Regions from separate parts of the Mus musculus genome. Here all the other regions are linked to region 1. The links are chromatin contacts, called in public Hi-C maps. All regions are on one chromosome and are shown on one strand. The core of a region is the stretch at or near the end of the contact, and the rest is flanking DNA. Distances in the headings are between cores, read along the strand shown. Region 1 holds the start of Ythdf3 (YTH N6-methyladenosine RNA binding protein 3). Region 2 holds the start of Rpl22l1 (ribosomal protein L22 like 1). Region 3 holds the start of Actl6a (actin-like 6A).

What was found. Hi-C and Micro-C count contacts between places; a contact is called where the count stands out from the background.
Region 2: a contact with region 1 is called in a Hi-C map of Th1 cells, with 13 times the contacts expected there. The contact joins the promoter of Rpl22l1 here to the promoter of Ythdf3 in region 1. A contact is called at or near these places in 2 of 484 Hi-C or Micro-C datasets (CD4 T cells and Th1 cells).
Region 3: a contact with region 1 is called in a Hi-C map of muscle stem cells, with 6 times the contacts expected there. The contact joins the promoter of Actl6a here to the promoter of Ythdf3 in region 1. A contact is called at or near these places in 1 of 39 promoter capture datasets (pre-B cells) and 1 of 484 Hi-C or Micro-C datasets (muscle stem cells).

The regions. Positions count from the first base shown.
Region 1 is chr3:16,181,668-16,185,780 of GRCm38.p6, forward strand. It overlaps Ythdf3 (YTH N6-methyladenosine RNA binding protein 3), which reads left to right and starts at 1,498. Exons shown (of 5, transcript NM_001145919.2): 1 at 1,498-1,853; 2 at 2,255-2,279. The coding sequence starts at 1,830.
Region 2 is chr3:28,803,123-28,807,507 of GRCm38.p6, forward strand. It overlaps Rpl22l1 (ribosomal protein L22 like 1), which reads left to right and starts at 2,386. Exons shown (of 4, transcript NM_001347226.2): 1 at 2,386-2,421; 2 at 3,381-3,470; 3 at 3,615-3,736; 4 at 4,065-4,302. The coding sequence starts at 2,413. The coding sequence ends at 4,209. Gm32950 (predicted gene, 32950) reads right to left here and starts at 2,229. Exons shown (of 3, transcript NR_166194.1): 1 at 2,140-2,229.
Region 3 is chr3:32,706,175-32,710,190 of GRCm38.p6, forward strand. It overlaps Actl6a (actin-like 6A), which reads left to right and starts at 2,372. Exons shown (of 14, transcript NM_019673.2): 1 at 2,372-2,706. The coding sequence starts at 2,682.

The DNA of each region.
Region 1 (4,113 bases), core at 248-2,747:
TCAGGAGTGGTTCTCTCCTATCACGTGGGTTCCAGGTATAGAACTCATGTTGTCAGTTTTTGGTGTAAGTGCCCTTATCTGCCCAGCCATTTTGCTGGCCTTGGACTATTTCTTAAACTTACTTTGGAGCCAGGCAGTGGTGGCGCATACCTTTAATCCCAGCACTCGGAGGCTGAGGCAGGCTGATTTCTGAGTTCGAGGACAGCCTCGGCTACAGAATGAGGTTTTAAAAAATTTTTAATTTTTGAAACGTAGCCTTGGCTGTCCTGGAACTCATATAGATCAGGCTAGCCTCAAACTCACAGAGATCCACCCTCAAGTGCTGAGTTTAAAGGTATGTGCTCCCTCACCCAGCCTTCAATTTTTGTAGCAGCAGTTATCACACAAGATACTGTGACTATTTAATCAATTATATTGCCTGACATTTCAGGAGTACTCACTGAGTTACAGTTTTGATGCGGGGACTCACTCAGTGAAGAAACAAGAAGTGGCTGATTATGTATGTCAGGCCTTAGTTTACTCATGACGCCAAGGTTTAGGTTAAGAGACTTCTCCAAGGTTATAAACTAATCATTGCTAGGTAAGAATTCAAACTGAGATTCGTGGAATTCCAAAGCCATGCTTCTCAGATAGGAGTAAAGTCAAGGCCTGCAAGCCTTTTCTATTAGTTTTCGCTATGCACTTTCAACTTTCCAGCCTCAATTCCTCTTCCGACAAACTCCTTGAAAACCAAAAATGTTTTTGGGAGTGGGAGCTAGGTAGAGCAATGTAGAATAAGGGGGACCTTGGGAAATGGACTGATTTGCAGCTCAGGGTCCGAACAGAAGGAACACAAGAGAAAGGGATTTGGGTTGACCACACCTAAAATTGCCTTTTGAGGATTTGCATGAGAAGCAATCTTGACACAGTGATTCTAAAATATTGTGGTACTACATATAGAAAACTGTGATTTTCCTAATTTCCTGCTTCATAGGTTAGCACTTAAACTGGGAGGTTTTAAAAGGATTTGGCTAGTTAGGAATGCACACTACACCACACCTGTAAAGAAATCTTACTTGGGAAGGAAATTCAATAAAAATGCCAAAATTATAATTGGACTGACTTTCTTTGTTTTTGCCAACAGGTAAGAAAGTAACATTACCAGTTTCTAGGGACATTTTAACATTTTCTTTTTTTCGGGAGGGGCAGCAGTCTTGCAACTGTTTCTCTTTCCGAAGGCTATTTTATTCAATAAAAACCAACCCCATCCCAGTAGAGAGTTAGAAAGCATTCATTGAGAGCGTGCTCCCGCACCCCGCACGCACGCACGCACGCCCGGTGGTGGCTGAGCGGACAGGCGCTGCTGGACCGCTTCTGTAGCCTCCAGGCTAACAACGCCCGAGCCCAACGCTCACGGTACCGCGCATGCGTCTAAAGTACAGCTGCGCCTCCGGGTCTCTGCCCCCCTCCCCTCTCCGATGACGTGCACGGCGGGGGCGGAGCCCGAGGCCGTGGCGGGAGTGGGGGAGGAACTGCGAGGTGTGCGTGGACGTCAGACTGGATAGCGGAAGGTCAGGACGGCCCGGAGCGGAAGTGGGGCTGAGGCGCCTGTCCGCCATTGTGGGCCCGAGGATCGGAGGACGAGCGGGGACGAGCAGTGTGCAGGCGGCGAGCTCGGGCCCCTTCCGCGACTCCCGAGCGTGAGCCCTCTCCCTGGAGCCTGCGAGAGCGGCGGCGGCGGAGGCCGGAGCAGAGCTTCGCGAGGGCGGTAGTCGACTGCTGTGAGTGCTCTCGGCGAGGCCCAGGCAGCGGCGGCGGCGGCGGCGGTTCCTCTCGGGTTACGGTGAAGAATGTCAGCCACTAGCGTGGATCAGGTGAGGGAGCAGGGCCCCGGCTCGGCGAAGGCCGGAGCTGCAGAGCTCCACCCTCGCGTGCGGCGCGGCTCCTCTAGCCGCCGCTAGCTCCGTAACGGCGCCGCGGGTCCCGGTTGTCGGGGCTGCTGCCCAGGCCGGCCTGAGCGCGGGCGGCTGAGTCTGCGGCCGGCGCCCGTGACCACAGGCCCGGAGGTCCCGGCGGCCGCCGCGGGGCCCGGAGCTGGCGGGTGCCGGAGGCGAGGCGGAGAGGCGGCGGGAGGCGGCCGGGCGGAGAGGTTGCGGAGGATCTGGTGGGGTTCACACCTACGCGGATTGTTCTGAAGAACTTGTTTGCAGTGGCTCTGTTTAACGCACTTTTCTTCCCCCTCCCCCTCTTTACCACCTCTGTCGTCTTGCTTCAGAGACCTAAAGGGCAAGGAAATAAAGGTGAGTTTGTTTGTTTGTTTTCCCCTTAGGTGTTCCCTTGATGTGATTTTTTTTTAAAAAAAACTGTAAGCGGTTTCTTTCTTGTTTTTGCACTTCTTTCTAAATATAAAGGATAGAAAAACATCCAACGCAGCTAACAGACAACATTTACTTAGCTCCTGGGTTTGTAGAAACCGAAGTACTAAGAAGAAACAGCTGTCTTGGTTGTATTTCAATGAACGTAATGTTATTTCTTCAGTTTACCATTTATGTTTGTTACATAACTTAGGTCATACTTTTTTCTACATTTGTGTATAGTTGGATAAGTTTTTAAAGTGAACAGCATTCTGTTTGAAATTTCGGGATTACATTTAAACTTGGCAAATCACATGGCGTTCTATGCCACATTGGGTGAAAATCATGCCCCAATCACTGAATAGAATCAGTGAAGTTGCTTGCAAGGAGACAACACCACTATAGAACTCCTAACAAGTATGTAATCTTACAGCAGCGCTCTGATTGGAAGGCGTGTCTCGATCTGGTTTCTTACAAAAGCCCGAGAAGGAAATTATTTGTGCAGTTATTGCTAGTGTTATATGATTTGCTATTTAAAAACTACCACTAAAAGTAAGGCAGTTAAAACACAAATGTAGTTTGTATTTATGCGTGTGGAACAAAGTAGTCAGCTGATTGAAACATGGCTTAACATGTGATATTAGTGTAGAACAATAACTCCTTTCTTGGGGTGGTGCCAATTAAAGAACATTACAATGAGCTATATATTTGTAACGTTTTGTAGTGCCGGAAGTGACACTAAATACAATTACACTTCCTGCTTTTTTTTTTCTTCCCCGTTCCCCAGTAACTAAGTACTACTTAAAAAATAAGATCTGTAATAGCCCTTTAGGTGAAGATTTATTGTTTCTATTGATGCTTTCAATGGTTTTCCTGGGATTTTATGTGCCAAGGCTGGTTAATTAGAAATAATAGTGCTCTGTCCAGAATAACTTTCTTCATGCCACACTACATTTTATATAAGAGTTTATATATGCCAGATACATTGTAGTGTGTTAGTTAACAAACTATTTTAATTAATGTTTTATTTCAGCATATGAACATCTAGGAATTTTTAATTCATAGAATTCCAGTTTATTTTAGTTACAATTGTAAACTTCAGAATTAGAGGTTAGTTTAAAATTAGTTATTAAACATTTGTAAGTTTAAAAGGACTTTTTTCCTTTTCCTTTTTTGACTAATCTGACCATACTGAAATTTCTGGTCATTATTGCCTAGTATAAACTATTTTATTCTAGAGCCATGGCACTTTGCAAGGCTATTTGAAGTGCTGTGTTTTATGTTACCTGTTTTAAGGTAAGTGATTTCTGTGAAGGTCTTTTGGATAAAACAAAATAGATCATGCAGATGGGTATTATAAGCTAGTTCTGTATTACCACAGTTTTGGTTACTTGAGAACAACCACTTCATTTTGGTGTCGCCTAGTGACCGCTCTGCTGATAGACTTATCACCAAATAGACAGAAGCTGCCTAGCCACAGACTTCATCACCCTCTGATTACATTTTTTATGTGAGAATTTTTAATTGTTAGTATCACTTCTGATTTAATATTTAGATACACATACATATTGTGTTTTTGAAAGTTCTTTAATCCCGCAGATTTTCTTTGACTCTTTTTTATAACTTTAATTTTATCCTAAGATGAAGATTAGACTGGGATTTCTTATAGTCCTGGGTTCCTATACCACATATAGCTACTGATTAACTAAGTCTGCTTAGTACATTATACATTTTTGTTACAGTTTCCCTTCTGTAAACAAAACATAACTATAAGTCTCCT
Region 2 (4,385 bases), core at 1,136-3,635, about 13 Mb after region 1:
ACTGATGGTTTAAATGACAATGGCCCCCCATAAACTCATATATTTGAGTGCCCCAATTTGGAAGGATGGAAATGTGAGACTGTTGGAGATATATCATTGAGGGTAGGCTTCGAGGATTCAAAAGCTCACATCATTCCCAGTTAATCTTCTCTGCTTTGTGGGTCAAGATGTAAGCTTTCTGCTACTGCTCCAGTGCTCTACCTGTCGCCTGTCTGCCTGCTGTCATGCTCCCTGCTCTGATGGTCAGGGACTCACCCTCTGAAACTATATAAGTCACCAACAAACTTTCTTCTACAAATTGCTTTGGCCATGGTGTCTGCACAACAGTAGAATAGTAACTAAGACAGGCGTATATGTCATGATGCACTCTGTAGGAAATCCAGGGCTTAGAAAGAACTATTGACAACATTAATTCTTGCTATCTGGTTAATATTTTTTTTAATCCAGAGAAAAAAGTTTAATCATTTTCACCCATTATGGTTTCTAATTTAGTATTTGGGGGATGACCAGTTACTTAGAATCACTTTTAATTTTTTTCATTTTACTCGTCTATTTTTTAAAATTTAATTTTTAATTTTTTTACACTCCATATTCCATTTCTTGCCCTCCATCCACCCTCCATCTGCTCCACATCCCACATCTCCTCCCCACCCGGCCCCGTCTCTACGTGGATGTCCCCACGCCCCCCCACCCCCACCCCCACCCCGACCTCTAAACTCCCTGGGGTCTCCAGCCTGTTGGGGGTTAGAGGCATCATCTCTGAATGAACACAGACTGGGAAGTCCTCTACTGTATGTGTGTTGGGGGCCTATATCAGCTGGTATATGCTGCCTGGTTGGTGGTCCAGTGTTTGAGAGATCTTGAGGGTCCAGATTGAGACTGCTGGGCCTCCTACTGTAGAACAGACCCTCTTCTCAGCTTCTTTCAGCCTTCCCTAATTCAACAGGGTTCAGCTGCTTCTGTCCATTGGTTGGGTTCAAATATCTGCATCTGACTCTTTCAGCTGCTTGTTGGGTCTTTTGGAGGGCAGTCATGATAGGATCCTTTTTGTGAACACTCTATACATAGCCTCCCTCAGTAATAGCCCTGGGGCCTCCCCTTGAGCTGGATCCCACTTTGGGTCTGTAGCTGGACCTTCTTTTCCTCAGGCTCCTCTCCATTTCCATCCAGGTAATTCTTTCAGACAGGAACAATTATGGGTCAGAGGTGTGACTGTGGGATGGCAACCCCATCCCTCACTTGTTGTCCTGTATTCCTGCTGGAGGTGGGCTCTAAAAGTTCCTCTCCCTACTGTAGGGTGTTTCATCTAAGGTTCCTCCCTTTGAGTCCTGGGAGTCTCTCATCTCCTTTAAATAATTGGCTTAAGTGGTTATTGTTATGACACAGAAAGTTGCCAAAGATAAGCAAAACAAAAATTTTAAATGTCAATTAATGGCCTATTTTCAAAATATCTAATGATCATTTTGATCTGCAGAACAGGAAGCCCTTTAGGAAGAAATGTCAACCCTGGCCCCTGCCTGAACATTTGGAACGAAAAGTTTTTGTGATTCTTAAGGCAAAAAGATTTTAAAATTTAATGAAATTGATTTCTTCTAAAACCTCAGCACCACTAGCACCATACCCTACACTGTATTAACGCCTATTACCGATCGCTTGGATAGAACACAACTCTTACATTCTAGGGCCTTTTCCAAATCAACAACTAAAGTCCATCCCATCTCCTGTCCCTAAATACTAGAGTTTCACACTAACAGAAACGTATACTACTGAACACCAACAGCCTCACCACTTTTCTGACCTGGCGTCAATTACAACCGCTCAAAATTCAAATGCTTTTTTACTTTCTGTCATCAAGGTACGTCCATCCTAGTGTACTTTGTAAACATTGATAGTTAGGTTTCAGCAGATTGTGAGTCAGTAAGTAGAAAGTACAATAAATTATGCCTATCCAATAAACCCAAAGTGTACTCAACTTGTTCTTCTCAGAAGGACATCCTCTACCTTAAAAGCTAGGCAAAGCATAGAACTTTTTCTCTGGAGGACTATAATCGCAACATAATAGAGACGATCATAAAGCAACATTGAGAGTCTGCCTTGCCCTGAATTATAACAGATAACTCCTGCATCCCTTGAACTTACTCCACTCTGGTTTGTAAGTTTGCAAAGTCCACAGCCAGAGCAGAGAATCAGTCGGCTCCGGCTTCCCACTCGAAGACGCAGGCGGAAACCAAACGCCAGGGCATCCCCGCCCCCCAACGCCACGCCTCCGTTTCCTAGGTGACTGCCAAGCACTCCGTGCATATCCGGTTCCGAGTTGCGTATTTCGCACGCTCTGCGTATGACGCAGCACGTTTTTATATAAAAGCGTGCGTGCGGCGCAAGCCCGTTCTCTTCCCACGGCTGCAGCTCAACATGGCGCCGGTGAGTGCGCGCGCGTGTGCGGGGCTCGGGTATTACAGGTAGCTATTGCGTCTAGCGAGCGGGAGCGCCGCAGGAGAGAAGGCGGTGGGAAGAGAGTCGGCCTGGCGGCTCGACTGGGACGATAGAATCCGGGTTGCGGAGCCGTCCGTGAGTGCCGTGCGGCCTGCGCGGCGGGAGCCGGGCCCGCGACTAGCTTAGTATCGGCGGGCGCGGTCGGTCTCTGGGCCTCTGGGTTTCTCCATGGCCTGTGGTCACCCTGTCAACGGAAGAGAGCCTAAGTGGCCAGGTCCGCGGTTGCAATGACGTTAGCAGTTTGAAGAGCGTGGTTTAAACATTTGGAAAGTCACTATAACCAAAATTGTTAAAAATAAGGTTGCTGAGTAAGGATTCAAAACTGAGTGACGTCTGATGGCCCCATCGGGACTGCCTGTTCACTGCACGGCAGTGAGCGAGTCCACCCCGTCATTCACTCAAATGCCAGTTCCGGGTTTGCGATAATTGGAGGGTGGTGAAGGTATTATTAATTGGTAGCCATTTAGGTGACTCTGTTTGGACCAATTACAATAAAGCATAAAGAGACCCATTACCCTAAAAATGGTGTTTTAAGTTCAGATAAAACTTGAAAAGCACCCAGGTGGGTGTTTTAATTTGAAATTGGAAATAACATCAGTTACAGTAGGAAGCAGTTCTTCATAATCAAGCAAGATTTCTCTACTAAAATAAGCTTACACTTGGAAGGTACTTAACTGGAAATGATGACGTTTCATGGGAATTGAAACATTGGTTTAAACCAAGCTAATGAGTAACCTTTACATAGAGCACAGGCTCCTTCAGGTGTTGGTCAAGTCTGTGTATAACCCATTATACCAGATGTATGCTGAGTTGGTAATTTTTTTCTTGGGAATTCAGTGTCTAAGCTGAATAAACTGCTTTAATGGCATCATAATTATGTCTAGCAGAAAGACAAGAAGCCTAAGAAGTCCACCTGGAGGTTTCATTTGGACCTTACTCATCCAGTAGAAGATGGAATTTTTGACTCTGGAAATTTTGTAAGTGTCTTACTGTGATTGCATAGTTGTTGGCATTTAAATGTAGTACTTGATATTAACCTAAGCTGTGCTCCTAGGGTACCTTCCCTAGTGACCATCTAGGGTTTCCTTCCCTAGTTTTGCATTCTTTCTGTTTGAAAATAGGAACAGTTTCTACGGGAGAAGGTTAAAGTCAATGGAAAAACTGGAAATCTTGGCAATGTTGTTCACATTGAACGCCTGAAGAATAAAATCACAGTTGTTTCTGAGAAACAGTTCTCCAAAAGGTCTGTTCTTCTGTTTTTACGTTGTGGTGGGATGTCTCGTAGGCATTAGTCTGCGAAAATGGCTGTTAGTCTGTTTAAAGGTGTTTGCATATGAGTCAGGATGACTCTTGCTGTCTATTTCATTTCATAAATGGGGAATATTAGTATATTTTGAGTCAACAGACAGCAGATTTCATGGTGTGTTGTACTAGGGGGTTGAGAGGCTGCTCTTGTCCTGGTTGCTTCTTAAAACCAAAGTCCTAGTGAGTAGGAGTTACAAATGTGGCAGTGCGTGTTTTCATGATAGGATTGATCACACATCTAATAAACTCATGGTTTTGTCTCAAAGGTATTTGAAATATCTTACCAAGAAATACCTTAAGAAGAATAATCTCCGTGATTGGCTACGTGTGGTCGCATCTGACAAGGAGACTTACGAACTTCGTTATTTCCAGATTAGTCAAGATGAAGATGGTTCAGAGTCTGAGGACTAATTGGCCTCTGCTTGTAATACAATGAAAGTATTCTAAAGAAATATAAAATTGGACTTTATGAGAAAATAAAAGTCATTTCACTCTATAAAAACATGTATGGTTCATCAGTGTGTTGGATGCCTAGAGAAAAATTTGGGTTGTGGAGTGATTCAGGCCTCTTCCTTAATGAACAGAAA
Region 3 (4,016 bases), core at 1,122-3,621, about 17 Mb after region 1:
AACATATCAAGAGACTGAGCTCAACTGAAATTATGAATGATCTGCTTTCTAATCTTTCTTACTTTATTAAAAACATCTGAGCACAGCTTTTCAACATTGTTACAAGCTGTCTTCTTTGCTTTTAGATTTCTGTATCCTCTGGGTTAGGTGCAGTGAGCTCAAGATGTTGTAATCAACCCTGCTGAACAGCTCTGGTTTCTGTTGAACCCTGGAGAGTATGGAACAAATACTTGATTCTTCTTCGGCCCAAAGAGGTATTTTTTTAATAAATAATTTCTTTTTTAAAAGATTTATTTAGTCATTTTATGTATATGAGCACACTGTACCTATCTTCAGACACACCAGAAGATGGCATCGGATCCCATTACAGATGGTTGTGAGCCACCATATGGTTGCCGGGAATTAAACTCATGACCTGTGGTAGAGCAGTCAGTGTTCTTAGCTGCTGAGCCATCTCTCCAGCCCCCAAAGAGGTATTTTTAATTCTAAGGTTTATTCTCTTAAATTCATGAGAGATCTTGCAGATGGTATTGGTAAAGGATATCAATCTGTAAATCCATCAAACTTGTAAATGAATTGCTAGATATTTAAATGATAGTGGTTTAACTGTACTACTATATATTATAAAGTAAAATAATATCTCTCCAATTTTTCATTATTGGAACCATAGTACTTATACATTTATCATGTATATATCTATTTGAGGCAGGGTCTTGCTATGTAGCCAGTATGCATCCCTTACTGGCCTGGAACTCACTATGTAGACCAGGCTAATTTCAAACTCACAGAAATCCACCTGCCTCTGCCTCTTGAATTCTGGGATTAAAACTGTGTGCCACAATGCCTGGCTTGGAACCACAGTCCATAATAACCTATCAGTTTTATTTAGTCAAACATGAAAACATGACTGGAAATAGAATTGTTTTGGGGTGCTGATCGGCAGTGAGCACTGATCATGGGGACCACAGTACACAGCACTGAGGCAGGCTGTGTTAGGTGTTGCATACATTGAGAAGTAAGCAACCCCTCCCACAGGTCACTTGGCAGTAATGTGCTCTACATCTTAACCAGACACATCACCTCAGGCACAGCTGTGAATAAGCTTGGCTATGCTCCAGTAAAACACAGCACAAGGTTTCTGACATGGGAGTATCATAGTATTCTTAAAACTGTTTTTGAATCATTTAAAATGTAGTAATACACACACGGTGGCATGTGCCTATAATTCCAGTACAAGGAGGCAGAGGCAGGAGGATTACAACTTGGAGACTAGCCTGGCCTACACAGTGAGACTTTCTCTCAAAAAACCCAAATCCAAACCATCACTGTCAGCTCACAGCACACAGTGTCAAGTGAACGGGAGAGCATTTTCTTACTAGCGTTATTCCTGAACCTATGACAGACAGGTCAATTCCTGCCACCTTAATGGCAGGGAAATGGATGAGAGTTTATTCAACCCACCTAAGGTTACAAGTAGCCACTATGTAGCTAGACCCTAGACACTTCAATTTAAGCACTGCTACCAGGTACAGAGCTACATTACACTTGAGCTTTGGAATGGCAGGACTGGTTTGGGCCTTTGGTTATATAGATCAGGCTATCTAAGGCCTAGAGAAGCAGAGGGACAAATTGTTGCAGTAATTTGGGGTAAGAAAAGACAGTGTTCTGGGCGACACTGATAGAGATGTAGACTAAGAACAGTAGACACGGATTGGGGAGGTATTTACAAATGGGTGCTTCCTTGAATAGTGCTCCACTTGCTTGGTGAATGATTTTCACAGAAATGAAAGAAACTGAAGTCATGATTTTTAAATGCTATCTAAATCTAGCTGGAAAAATGTACTGTCTTTTAATATAAATAGCCATTGTTTAAAATGATGGATCCTATTATTATATCTGATTTGCTGATTAATTCAAAGTGAAGTGCACATTTCTTTTTCAAGTATAAATGTTAGTTGAAGTATTTCTGCTTAAAAAAAAAAAAATTCCGAATTCATCACAATCAAAGGCCAGGGATCTCTCCCAGGTAACTAACTCAAGTTCCAGATTCCTTGCACTCAAGTTCCTTTGGCTCCTGGGGAGCAGCCATCCTTTAGAACCAGAGCGGTTGATGGCCTGAGGCAAGCCTCTTAATTCCCAGTACCTAATTAACTCACTCTCGAAACCCGGCCCACTCCTGCACCAAGCCCCTCCCACTCGCCCGCCCACCTAAGACTCCTCCTACTCTATTCGCGCGCGAAGCACAGCTCCACCCACTCCCCCCGCCTTGCTCCTGGAAGCTCGGTCCACCCTACCGGCCGCTCGCGAAGCTCCACCCACCTCACCCGCCCGCGAAGCTCCGCCCCCTCCTGCCCGTACCCCAACACCTTCCCTTCTTCTGTCGCTTCTCCCTCTCCCTGCCCCTACGGATGCCTTCCATTGGCTAAGACGGCTAAACCGCGCGGGGATGCAGCAGCGCCACACTCTGATTGGCTAATGACTAAGCCGGACCCTTTGTCATTGGTTGATACGAGAAACCAGCAAGAGTGGCTGTGCAGCGGGCGTGCGGCCGCTGCTTTGTTGCCGGAGGGGGCGGCGTTGGAAGTTGCAGGCTTGCGGGGCCGGCGTTCTCAGGGAGAGGAGTCACGCCGCTGTTATCTTTCGTCCGGTAGTCTTCGGCCAGTCCCCGCCAGACAGTAGCCATGAGCGGCGGCGTGTACGGCGGAGGTGAGTGAGCGCAGCGGCGCCTCGGGGCGTGCGGACCGGAACGACCGGCCTGGTCCCTAGTCGCTTCCGTTTCCCTCCGGTCCTCGGCGGGCCCTTCCGGTCTTTGGACGGTGCTTCCGGTCCCCGTATGGGCCACGGCCTCTCCTTCTCTTCGGACCCGGGCCGGCGCGCAATAGGTTTCCGGCTTGTCCCGTCGCTGCTCCGAGATGGCCTCAAGGAAGGGCCTTGGCGCGTCTTACCGGCTGGGCTCTGATGGCAGTCCCTGGCACGCCGGGTCCCTCACTGTACCGGTTCCGCCGCGCGTTGGTCCCGGGCAGCTCGCGGAGGTTCCGGGCCCCCGGGGTTGGCACTGGGTGCGAGTGGCGCCCGGTGTTGCGGCTGCTGCTCTGGGTCCTTCAGCAGCCACTACAGCCTGGACATCGTTCCAGGCGTGCTCGGTCCCCAGATGAGCGGATCCCTGAGGTACAGGCTGCAGTTCTCCTGTCCGGCTGGGCGGGAGCCTTTTCTAGATCGGCGATAACGAAAACAAGGCTTCTAAGTACTGTTTTGTTTAAGAGTAGTTACCTAGTTAGAGACTCTCCTCTAGGGGGGATGTTGACAGGAGATGGTGCTGCCATCCCTCACGTTAACGAAGAAAAAAATATTGGCAAGAGTTAAACAACCAGCTCAAAGTTTAAAGACTCGTTGTAAATTGGGAGCAAATTGCTTCTGGGATGAGGCAGGGGTATTCCTTTCTCTGCCGTGTACAGGTAACACGCACCCATCAAGAGTTAAATAGTATCCTCACACTAACAAATCTATATCTGCATTGAGTCAGTAGATCTGTGCCCACTCATTTTAACTGCTGTGTAGGGTTTTCTGAGAATAAACTATAGTAGTTTCTCTAGGAACGGTAGTCTTTTCCCTGGCAAGAAGTGTGACAGTAATAATTACCGTTAGCTAATATTTATCGGCTTATTGTTTGTCAGCACTGTAAGTGCTTTATACATTAAAACATTCAAGGCATTTAGTCATCCTATCCTATGAGGTAAGTATTAAATACATTTTTCGGATTAAACTGTAGCAGAGAAGTTAGTAAATTACCCATCTCACATAGTGTATTAGTCATTTTTCAGTTGCTGTGATTAAAAAAAAAAAAAAAACCAAGAAACAAAAAAACAAAATCAGCTTCTAGAAGAAAGAGTTTACTTTAGCTTATGATTCCAGAGAGGTAAGAGTCCAGTTTGAGAGAGGTATGGCAGCTAACAGCAGGCATGATGGTGGGGCAGGAATCTGGGCTCACGTGTCCAACCTCAAGCATGAAGCAGCTG